2 separate regions of the Pan troglodytes genome follow, and region 2 is linked to region 1. Evidence: chromatin contacts called from public HiChIP or PLAC-seq data. All regions are on one chromosome and are shown on one strand. The core of a region is the stretch at or near the end of the contact, and the rest is flanking DNA. Distances in the headings are between cores, read along the strand shown. Region 1 holds the start of IL17RD (interleukin 17 receptor D). Region 2 holds the start of DNAH12 (dynein axonemal heavy chain 12).

Evidence for each region. HiChIP or PLAC-seq counts read pairs in DNA pulled down with a chosen protein or histone mark.
Region 2: an H3K4me3 HiChIP or PLAC-seq map of stem cell-derived excitatory neurons shows a contact between it and region 1, with 2.1 times the contacts expected there. The contact joins the promoter of DNAH12 here to the promoter of IL17RD in region 1. A contact is called at or near these places in 1 of 7 Hi-C or Micro-C datasets (stem cell-derived neural progenitor cells) and 1 of 1 datasets of contacts at active chromatin or transcription factors (stem cell-derived excitatory neurons).

Annotation. Positions count from the first base shown.
Region 1 is chr2:61,183,823-61,189,426 of NHGRI_mPanTro3-v2.0_pri, reverse strand. It overlaps IL17RD (interleukin 17 receptor D), which reads left to right and starts at 3,722. Exons shown (of 13, transcript XM_016941355.4): 1 at 3,722-3,968. The coding sequence starts at 3,843. LOC107970661 (a long non-coding RNA gene) reads left to right here. Exons shown (of 3, transcript XR_001713375.3): 3 at 3,508-3,577.
Region 2 is chr2:61,574,484-61,579,874 of NHGRI_mPanTro3-v2.0_pri, reverse strand. DNAH12 (dynein axonemal heavy chain 12) reads left to right here and starts at 3,821. Exons shown (of 76, transcript XM_054682010.2): 1 at 3,821-4,190. It overlaps PDE12 (phosphodiesterase 12), which reads right to left and starts at 3,600. Exons shown (of 3, transcript XM_063805900.1): 1 at 2,173-3,600; 2 at 466-544. The coding sequence starts at 3,480.

The DNA.
Region 1 (5,604 bases), core at 2,473-4,972:
CATGTGGGGCCTGGTCCCCTCATTTTAGCTCGGCTTCCAGGACAGAGAGGTCCACTCCCTGCAGCCTTACAGCTATTCTGAAGGGTTGGGATATAAAGAGGAGATGGAGACTGGGAGCGGCGGCTCACGCCTTTAATCCCAGCACTTTGGAAGGCCGAGGTGGGTGGATCACCTGGCATCAGGAGTTCCAGACCAGCCTGGCCAACATGGTGAAACCCCGCCTCTACTAAAAATATGAAAAATTAGCCAGGCATGGTGGCAGGCACCTGTTATCCCAGCTGCTTGGGAAGCTGAAGCAGGAGAATCGCTTGAACCTGGGAGGTAGAGGTTGCAATGAGCCGAGACCATGGCATTGCACTCCAGCCTGGGCAACAAGGGCAAAACTCCGTCTCAAACAAACAAACAAACAACAACAAAAACAACAACAACACAAAAAAACCAGAAAGGAGGAGATGGGAGAAAGAATCAATGGGAAAGACCAGAATACAGAGAATGTTGCCAAATGCCAATTTACAACCTTAATTTCCTGACCAGATTTGACCCTTTGGTGTCTGTGGCTCTCCTCCCACTCACATACATGCTGGTGGCCTTCCTAGAAAGGAAATAGGAGGGCCTCCCCATCCCTGGTCCTGAGGGATGTCATTCTAGGCATGTTTTAGACTGGACGCTTAAGGCTTTTCCTTCTTGTGCCCTCCACATGGCTTCAGGAAAGCTTGTGCTCTCTCTGAACCCTGCAGCATGTTTTCAGAGGCTGTCGGTTGCCAGATTCTGCAGTGAGCTGTGGATGGGAGGGAATTCAATAGTGGGTGGGTGTGCAGACAGAAAGGGAGCAGGAGTGGGGCTCTGCCTTCCCTGTCATGCAATCATATGGTGACATGAATAAAACCCAGGGAGAAACAGTTTTCTCTAACCAATGTTCTCCTTGAGGTTCTCTTTCTCTTGTAAGTGCTAAGTACTGCTCCTTTTCCTGGAGTCCAATTCCTGAAAGAGGACAAATGGGCCAGGAGTGGTGGCTCACGTCTGTAATCCTAGCACTTTGTGAGGCTGAGGCAGGCAGATTACCTGAGGTTAGGAGTTCGAGACCAGCCTGACCAACATGGTGAAACCACGTCTCTACTAAAAATACAAAAAATTAGCTGGGTGCAGTGTTGCGCGCCTGTAATCCCAGCTACTCGGGAGGCTGAGGCAGGAGAATCGCTTGAACCTGGGAAGCGGAGGTTGAGTGAGCCAAGATTGCATCACTCACTCTAGCCTGGGTGACAGGGTGAGACTTCGTCTCAAAAAGAAAAAAAAGAAAAAAAAAAGAAAGAGTACAAATGGCCAACAAATACATAGGAACATGATCTACCTCATTCGCAACCAGAGAAGCCAATTAAGATGGTGATAATACCATAATGAACAGTTTGACAATTTTAAATGTGCATAATCCAGCACATTTACATTTCTGATTCTAGAAATGTAAAAATCATTGAATCAATGTGTCAAGATAAGTGTGTTAGGGTATTTTTGAATCACTGATTCTAACAGATGTCCCTTAGCATGGGGTTGTTTAATAAGTTATAAAGCATGCATAGGCTGGAATGTCACATAGATTAAGGAGCTGGTCGCCTCATTGTTTCCTCCCTGTTTCACCAAAACCCATATGGTCCTGGCCTCATCTCAGCCCCTGGCACCCCTGACTCTCATGGCCAAACGCTGGACATCCCTGCTGTGGGGGCTGAGAACAACCCAGGGACAGTACCAAGAATGTGAGGGAGGGTAGGGAGGCACTGAACCAGCAGCTCCTCCAAAGGAGTGATGTGCTTCCTGAGGTCTATTCACAGAAGGCTACTCCAGAACAGCCTTCTGTGGATCCTAGCTATTCTGGTGTCTGAAGAGGGTATGGTAAACCGCACTGGGTCTGGCTGAATTCCTGAATTCCAGGCAGTGAGGTAAAAAAAAAAAAAATTCTGCCCAGCATCTGGGTCTTGAGGTGGATGCTGTTGTTTGGGGAACCCAGCACCCATTCTCCCTCTCCCTGGCAATAATGTCAGTGTTCCTCTGGGCAACCACTGTTTCACACTTCCAGCCCCTGAAGTTCAGGTGAGGCTGGCTCTACTCCTTGGTTCTAGATGTAGCTACTTCCAAGCAAATCCCCAAGACTTCTGCTAGCATTACCAAGAAGAGTTCTCTTCCTCCACTTAAGCCCTCCAAGGACGTGTGGGCAGGGTGGTGGAGACACAAGCCACAAGAGAAAGTGCAGGAATCCTGTGTTAGCAGTGGCTGAGCTTAGGCCAGGCCAGACAAGGAGAGGGAGGGGATTCTGGGCCCTGGAAGGAGAGTCATATAGAGGAGGCTGCCCTGTTGAATGGACGGAGGTGACAATTTCCAAGGTTTCCTGAGGCAAAAAGACCAAGATAAGGCTGGGGCTGGGGGGAGTTCTGTGCAGCAGGAGCCAGGTGGTAAAGACAGAGTGGAAGAGAAAGCCAGTATGGATTTTATTCTAAATGGCCTTTGCATAAGAGCCACCATAGAACAGTTTTATTTATTGATTTTATTTTTATTAATCCTCCTCCAAACACAGAACACATAATTTTACTGTTTTTTTTGTTGTTGTTGTTGGTGGTGGTGGTAGGTTTGTTTGTTTGTTTGTTTTTAGAGACAGGGTCTTACTGTGTCACTCAGGCTTCAGTGCGGTTGGCAGGATCATAGCTCACTGTTGCCTCTAACTCCTGAACTCAAGCGATCCTCTAGGATTGGCCACTGCACTCAGCCTAGAGTTTTAATTGGGATAAGTCAGTAGTCTGATTTGTGTTTTTGGAAGATAACTTTGGATCCAGGCTGGAGAAATGTATCGGACACGGGGACAAAGTCAGAAGTAGAAAAACCCCTTAGGAAGAGGAGGTGGTGTTCTTGAGGAAGGGGGTAGTGGAGAGGGACAAAGTGGGAGAGTTTAGGTGCTCAGATACAAGGCAAAGCGCTGGGAGGAGTGCGGTGAAACTCTGGATAGCTTGGGCTACTCCACTTCTCTGAGCCTCAGTTTCCTCTTCCGAACAGAAATAATATCCACTTCATGAGGTTATGTTTGGCAAGTGTAGTAGCTGAAAGTATTGTTTTTAGTCAGGTCTGGATTGGATCTCAGGTCTGGCAGGTAACAGCTGTGTGACCTTATGAGAGTCAGTTAATGATAGATTGTAGCCTTTATGGAGCACTTGTTATGTTTCAACCAACAGAACTCTCCCCAGACTAGGATACTTATTCTAGCTTCCAGGAGGGTGAGGGGGACGGGGGGTTGTGGTGAGGAAGTACTGTGGAGACAGCAAGCCTTTTGTCCAAAGTCCTACTAGTAAATGTGGAGCCAGGATTTCTCTGTCACGTTCCCCTAACTTTTCTGCGCCTAAAACTGGGATTACAATAATACACTTCCCTGTGTGGTTGGGCGTATACAGAAAGGGGTCTGGCACATAGCAGGTGTTTATTAAATTATTATTAAAATTATTATTATTACATTCTTTGTGTTTTCCTCAGGTTTTGCATGGAGTGAGCATCACTTGGACAAATCCTTTGGATTAAAAAAAGATCTACTAAGTGAGGGGAAAAAACTGCGGCTGCCAGAGTCTCAGCGGGGGCTTGGGGGGCGTGACCAGAGGGGCGTGGTCTACGGGGGCAGGGCCACAACTGGAGGGCCAGGATGTGGGGGCGGGGCCAGCACACGAGGACTGAGGGTGGGGGCGGGGCCCGGGCTGGCAACGCATGCCCAGTGCGGTCCCCTTCGCTGCCGCCGCGGCCACCGCCCACTCGGGGCTGGCCAGCGGCGGGCGGCCGGGGCGCAGAGAACGGCCTGGCTAGGCGAGCGCACGGCCATGGCCCCGTGGCTGCAGCTCTGCTCCGTCTTCTTTACGGTCAACGCCTGCCTCAACGGCTCGCAGCTGGCTGTGGCCGCTGGCGGGTCCGGCCGCGCGCGGGGCGCCGACACCTGTGGCTGGAGGGTAAGGCGAGGGCGGCGGGTTTCTTGCAGTCGCCAACTCGCGGGGGACGCAGCGCGCACAGGTGCTCGCGGGGAGGCGAGCCCGCGCCAACCTGTCTGCTCTTCGCGGGGTCCGCGGCCGGCCTGGGTCTCACTCCTCCCGCGCATCCTCCTGGTTTCCCTCCCCGGGCGCGTGTCCTCCGGCCCTGGCCGAGATGAAAGCGGCTGCCCGACCCCGGCTTTGTGTTGCTAATGAGGTGCGGCCGCCGGCCGGGGTCCCATTCAGAGGGCGGGCGTGAGGGGCGGCGGGGCTGGGCCGGGCGCCCCACCCTTTGTTCTTAGCCCGGGACCTCCTTCGTCCCAGGGCTGCGTGTCCCGGGCTGGGATCCCCCGAGCCACCCGGACCGGGTTGCGCTTTGGAGAGGGAAGGGGGTATTCTCCCGGACTTTCAGTCCACAACCCTGCTAAGGCCCGGGCGGCCGGGGAGGGGACTTGGAGCACCGGGGAGGGATGCGCCCCGCTCTCCTAGTAGCTTTGTTCCTCCTCGCCTGGGGCCGTCACCCCACTCCTACCCCTCCTCTGACTCCGGGACCTCCTGAGAAACTTCGCCTCCCGGTTCAGCCCTTCGTCTTGTGAAGGTCTCGCGGCTGATATCCTCCTTCCCTGCTTCGAGTTGCGGTTATTTTTCCGCCAAAGGGCCGCGTGGGTGTCATCTGGGTGAGGTGCCTGAGACGAGACTGGAGAGGTGCCCAGACTTTCGCTGTGTGCGTTGAGCCGTCTTCGTGGAACCGAGCGCTCCTTTGACACTGTCTGGGCGATGGGCGCGGGTGATTGCCATTCCCCTCTCAGCTTCCCTGCTCCCTACCTGAGCTTCTGGCCTTGGGCGGCCCCAGAACCCGGAGATGATGTCCGTCTGCCCCGAGTCTCCCACCGAGGCCCGGGTGGGCCCGGCGTCAGGGCACTCACGGCCTTAAGCTTGTGGAGAAAACGCAGGCTTTGCACTCAGGCAGCAGGGACATGACCTTGGCTCTGCTCCTGGGGAGCCATGAGCCTCAATTTCTTCATATGAAAAATGGGATGAAATGAGAATTTCCTTAGTATTGCTGGGCTGAGGGATAGGTATGGAGTGGTTTGCTTAGGCGAACGTTGACTCAGCCTCTTCTGAGTGGCTCTAAACAGCCTCAGCACAGCCAAAACCTAGGACATAACACTCCCTTAGGCACGCAGGCTGGTGCCTCCAAGCTCACTTGCCCCACAGTCCCAAGAAATGTGGTGCAGAAAACCAGGTGTGAGCCAGACAGCTGGGATGTCTTCAGACTCAGTAGCTAAGCTATGGAGACAGCTATGACCCCTGCTCTGCCTCCGCCCCCGCCACCCCCCCCCGCCCCCGCCACCCCCCCCCGCCCCCGCCACCCCCCCCGCCACCCCCCCCGCCCCCGCCACCCCCCCCCCGCCCCATTAGGCTCTGTCATTCCTTCCTAGTTGAGTAAAACATCACATTTTCTTACTGTGTTCCATTTCAGTAAAACATTACTGCTCTTGTTTTATTGTTTAAAAAAATTTTAGTAGCTAGCAAGTTTCCTCAAGGAGAATCTCGTGTTGACTTAAGGATCCTACTAGAATTTTGGATTTAGACTCCTGTTGGCTTTTGAATGACT
Region 2 (5,391 bases), core at 2,572-5,071, 390 kb before region 1:
GACATCCATGAAAGCCACCAACATAATTTGTGTAAGCAGGTTCACCACAAGCACTTTTCAGCTTGAAGAAATGCGTAAGAGACATATTGCATCTTTCCTCCTCCCCATTGGAAGCCCAGTCTTCATGATCCTCTGGAATGCTGCCATTGATGACAAAATGATACATTCCTGTTGATGGTGTACTATTAAAGTCCCCACAAAATATAACTGGTATGCCAGGATACAGATCACATGAAACATGTCTAATGTGAGCCAAGGCTACTGCCATTTGAATGAGGCGAATATACCCACCTATGAATATAAAAAACATTAATGTAAGTATTTTTTAAAGTTGTCTTTAAGTTAAAAAAGAAAAACTACACAAATTACAGTCTCTGGGTGACGTTCAAGATATGCATTTGTGTAAAACAGCTTTAAACAACTTTAAGCGTGTTTAAGTCACTTGTGATACCAAATAAAACCTACCTTTAGGATGCCAGTAAAGATGGGTATTAGCAACACATATCCTTTTAGAAGAGTCCTTTGTAGACTGAAGAACTGAAACCTAAAATAAACGGAAAGTGCCAAGAGTTCAGTTGGCATTTGCAAATCTCCTGAATGTTTTTGTTTGTTTGTTTGTTTGTTTGTTTGAGTTTTTTCGAGACAGTCTCACTCTGTCAACCAGGCTGGAGTGCAGTAGCGCGATCTCGGCTCACTGCAAGCTCCGCCTCCCGGGTTCAAGCGATTCCCCTGCCTCAGCCTCCCGAGTAGCTGGGACTACAGGCGCGTGCCACCACGCCCGGCTAATTTTTTTGTATTTGTAGTAGAGACGGGGTTTCATCGTGTTAGCCAGGATGGTCTCGATTTCCTGACTTGTGGTCCACCCGCCTCGGCCTCCCAAAGTGCTGGGATTACAGGCATAAGCCACCAGGCCCGGCCTGTTTTTTATCTAAGACTAATGGCGAACTAACGTTTTCTTCCATCTCCTTCCCTTGATGAACTAGGACTGCAGTCATGAAATCCAACTTAAGTTTCAGGATCTACATGACTAGGTTCAGTGTAACATGTTTTAATAATAGTCCAATATGGGCCGGGCGCGGTGGCTCACACCTGTAATCCCAGCACTTTGGGAGGCTGAGGCGGGCGGATCATGAGGTCAGGAGATCGAGACCATCCTGGCTAACTTGGTGAAACCCCAAACCCCATCTCTACTAAAAAAATTAGCCGGGCGTGGTGGCACGCGCCTCTAGTCCCAGCTACTAGGGAGGCTGAGGCAGGAGAATCGCTTGAACCCGGGAGGCGGAAGTTGCAGTGAGCCGAGATCGCGCCACCGTACTCCAGCCTAGGTGACAGAGACTCCGTCTCAAAATAATAATAATAATAATAATAATAGTCCAATATATAAAGCTAGTAATATAAACAATACATTTTACATGACAACACTTTGACTGGAGAAAGTGTTTTCAAGTGTAAGCACAGGCTTTGGAGTCAGGCAGACCTGGGTTTGAATACTCATTTCACCATTTATAGCAATGTGACCTGCAAAAAGATGCTTTTCTAGACAGTTTCGTACTGGCAGTCACTGACAATACCATCCACCTCATGGGCTGTTGTGTGGAGTCAATTAAATGATCTTATAAGGTGCATGAAACACCTTAGGTACTTAAAAAATGGTAGCTGCTCTTCTAATTATGAACAAAATCAATTACTTAAAAACTTTAACACAAGAATGACATCTATAAAATGGGAATAGGGGACTTACTGTGAAGATTCAATGAGCCTATGATTTAAAAAAAACTAGTTTATATTTATGGAGCACTTCAAAACACACCACGCTCTTAAATTTTAAGTACTTTAAAATGTGCCAGAACAGTGCTTGGCAAGTAGTAAAAAACATTAGCTACTATTGTTCTTGCATTTAGCGTGTGTCCCTCTCGCTAGATTGTAAGCACTGTAAAAGTCCCTGCTAGTCTTGTTCAAGGCAACCTGCAGTGTGGCAGGCACACCAGAGGTGTTCAAAAAATATCTGCTGAATGAATGAAGAGTAAACTTTGTGCTGAAGATACAAGGGCAAACACACCTTTCAACAATATCTGGATACTTTCATCGCACTTTTAACCCCCACCTCATTCCTCGCCTTCCTGGCCCCTAAAAGTGGGACAGTATGTGAAGAGACGGGCGGAACTACTTTACCTGAAGAACAGAAGATCTCTGGAGCACCTTCTCCTGCGCTGATGGGTACAAAACTAGTTTCTCCAGCAGTTCTTTGTGAAGTGGGTCAGACTCGAGGGCTTCGTAGAATGAAATGTCATGCTGGCTAAGAAGGCTGAACTTAGACTTTCGGTAGAAAGTGGCCAGGCCTTCGTGCTGCTTGATTCGAAACACCCCCTCGAGCCCGAAGGCCTCTAGGGCGGGTACCAAGCTGTCAGAAAACACCGCGCGGTCAACCTCCTGCAAACAGATGACATCGGCGTTGTAGCCGGTGAGTTCCTTCTGGATAAGGTTCTGGCGGTAGTCGAGCTCCAGGGCGTAGGGGGCACAGTATGGGTACAGAACCGTTCGCGAGAACTCAGTCTGCGCGTACGTGTCTGCCAGGATGTTGTAAGAGACAGTGCGGATGAGAGCGTCCTCAGTCACCTTCTTCGTGTAGAGATGCCGGTGGTCAAAAGTGCAGGTGCCAGGCCCAGCCTCTACCACACACACACTTTCCAACACCCGGCTGTGCCCAAAGCGCTGCCCATCGCCTGGGGTGCAATGAAGCTTGAGCCTTAGCCCGATGTCGGCATTGGACGGGGTGTAGACACGCTCCTCCACATCAGTCTCAGTCCAAGAAGAAGAAGGTGAGGAGGGAGACAATGACGAGGGGACACCGACCTCGGGCTCCGCCGCTCCGGGCTTGGCTTCCTTATACCAGCGGAAAAGGGAGCTGGCGGGATCCCCAAATTCGAGGCTGAGTTTGGGGCACACAGGGAACCCGGCCATGATGTAGCGCGGCAACTGCAGTTCGGTGAAGGCGGGCGGGTTGCGCTCCACCTTGTACTTAACATCGCCGATCTGCAGCACCGCGCCGTCTTGCCAGGCATCCACGTTGAGCACGTCCTCAGCCACTGCCTCTTCCCGGTAGTACAGCTTCACCACGGGCTCGCAGGCCACAGCCGGCTCAGGCCCCGGCCCTGAACAGGCCGCACCGCCGCTAGCATTCGGCCGGCTCTTCCTACTCTTCTTGGCGGCGGCCGCCTTAGCGTGACCCTTTAGGGCATTGGTAGCGATGCGGCTGAGGACTCGACCCAGCGGCTCGCTCTGGTCGCGCTGCATGTTCTTGTGGCTACCATCAGCCAAAGCGAATGACAGGCTCAGCTTGGGTTCCGAAGGTACACAGCGCACTACAGCGCGCTCCATCGCTCCCGCCGCTGTCTGGCTCTCCGCTTCAGCCCGGCTCAGCTTCTCCACCGCCGTCCGGATCACCCGAAGCGCGGCGCGGGCGCCTGGGAGCCTCCACATGAACCTGGTGGCCTAGCGGTCGACAAGACCCGCGGCCGATCAGCGGCCTACTGTCAGGTGGAGCTGAGGAGCCGAGGCCGCCGGCTTTGACTCATTCAGATCTCGCGACTTCCGGCTAGCGAAGAGAGGGAATGAAGTGCTTCCGACACGCACTTTCGCCTAGCGCGTGGGCACGCATGTCTGTAATACTCTGAAGATTAATTTTTACCCACAAGATAGGTCAGAATTATAGGGAAGTGAAGAAAATATAAAGGTGTCAGAGGAAAATACTAGATTCCATGGTTTTGTCGAAAGTGCATGCTGGTGACGGGAGGGCATGCCCTCCAAGCCGGAAGTGGATAGGGTGGTGTCACGTGTTCCGCTTCGTTGGAGGAGGTGGACACCTGTCTTGGAATCTTGGCTGACGAGCTCTCCTCCCTGCGCCCGGGGCTGGACTGCGCTAGGACGTGGAGGCCTCCACCCGGATTGCGAGCTTTACTCGCAGTGTGGAAGGTGTTGCCCATTTCATCTCCACAGCTTTGCCGACACTGATCGCTCGTTTCGGTGGCGTGGTGGGTTCACCCCAGGCTGAGCCAGCGCCTACGCACCTCTGAGCAGAGCCTTTGTGGTAGTTAACAACGAACGATATACAATAACTCCGTTTAGTGAGCGCAGACTATGCGAGAAACGCTACACACACTATCTTATTTAAGCCTCATAGTTCTTATGAGGTAGGTCTCTTTATCCATCGCTTTACAGATGCAGAGTCCCGAGATATTACCTGCTCAGGGTCACACAACTATTAATTGGCAGAAAGAAATAGTACTGACAAACTGTGGAAGGCTGTTTGTTATTTTTTATTAGAGACAGGTTGTCACTTTGACGCCCAAGCTGGAGTGCAGTGGCCTGATCATAGCTCACTGCCCCCTCGAACTCCAGGGCTCGTGCGATCCTCCCGCCTAACCCTCTCAAGTACAAACAGGCAAGAGCCACCCAGTGTTTATTTTTAGTTAGTAAACAGGAAGACTCTATTTAGTTACTACGTTTAACAAATAAAATTACAGGATCTCAGTAAATTCAATTTCAGATAAGGAATAATAATGGCATATATTAAGAATATATAATAATAATGGCATATATTAAGAAATAGTTGTTTATCTGTTTATTTTATTTTTTTTATTTTTTAGGTAGGGCCTTGCTCTTTCACCCAAGCTGGAGTGCAGCTGTGCGATCTTGGCTTACTGCAACTTCGGCTTCCAGAGTTCAAGCGATTCTCGTGCCTCAGCCTCCCAAGTAGCTGGGACTACAGGCACACACCACCACGCCCAGCTAATTTTTGTATTTTAGTAGAGAAGGGCTTCACCATGTTGCCTGGGCTGGTCTCGAACTCCTGGCCTCAAGCAAGCCCCCCGCCTTACCCTCCCAAAATTCTGGGATAACAAGTGAAAACCACCTCCCCTGGCCTAAGGAATCGTGCACTTTATTGCTATTTCTTTTAAAGGTCTTGAAGAAGCCGGGCCCAGTGGCTCACGTCTGTAATCCCAGCACTTTGGGAGGCTGAGGCGGGTGGATCGCCTAAGGTCAGGAGTTCGAGACCAGCCTGGCCAACATAGTGAAACCCCGTCTCTACTAAAAATACAAAAAATTAGCTGGGCATGGTGGCGCACGCCTGTAATCCCAGCTACTAGGGAGGCTGAGGCAGGAGAATCGCTTGAACCTGGGAGATGGAGGTCATAGTGAGTTGAGATCATGCCATTGCACTCCAGCCTGGGCAACAAGAGTGAAACTCCGTCTCAAAACAAAACAAAAAAAGGTCTTGAAGAACGAATGAATTGCTTTACCTGTAGACCAGAAAGAGGTCCAGTGTGATGAGTAAGGTGAGACCAGGGGAGAGTAGCAGATAAGAAAGATATGCATCCACCAGACTGTGTA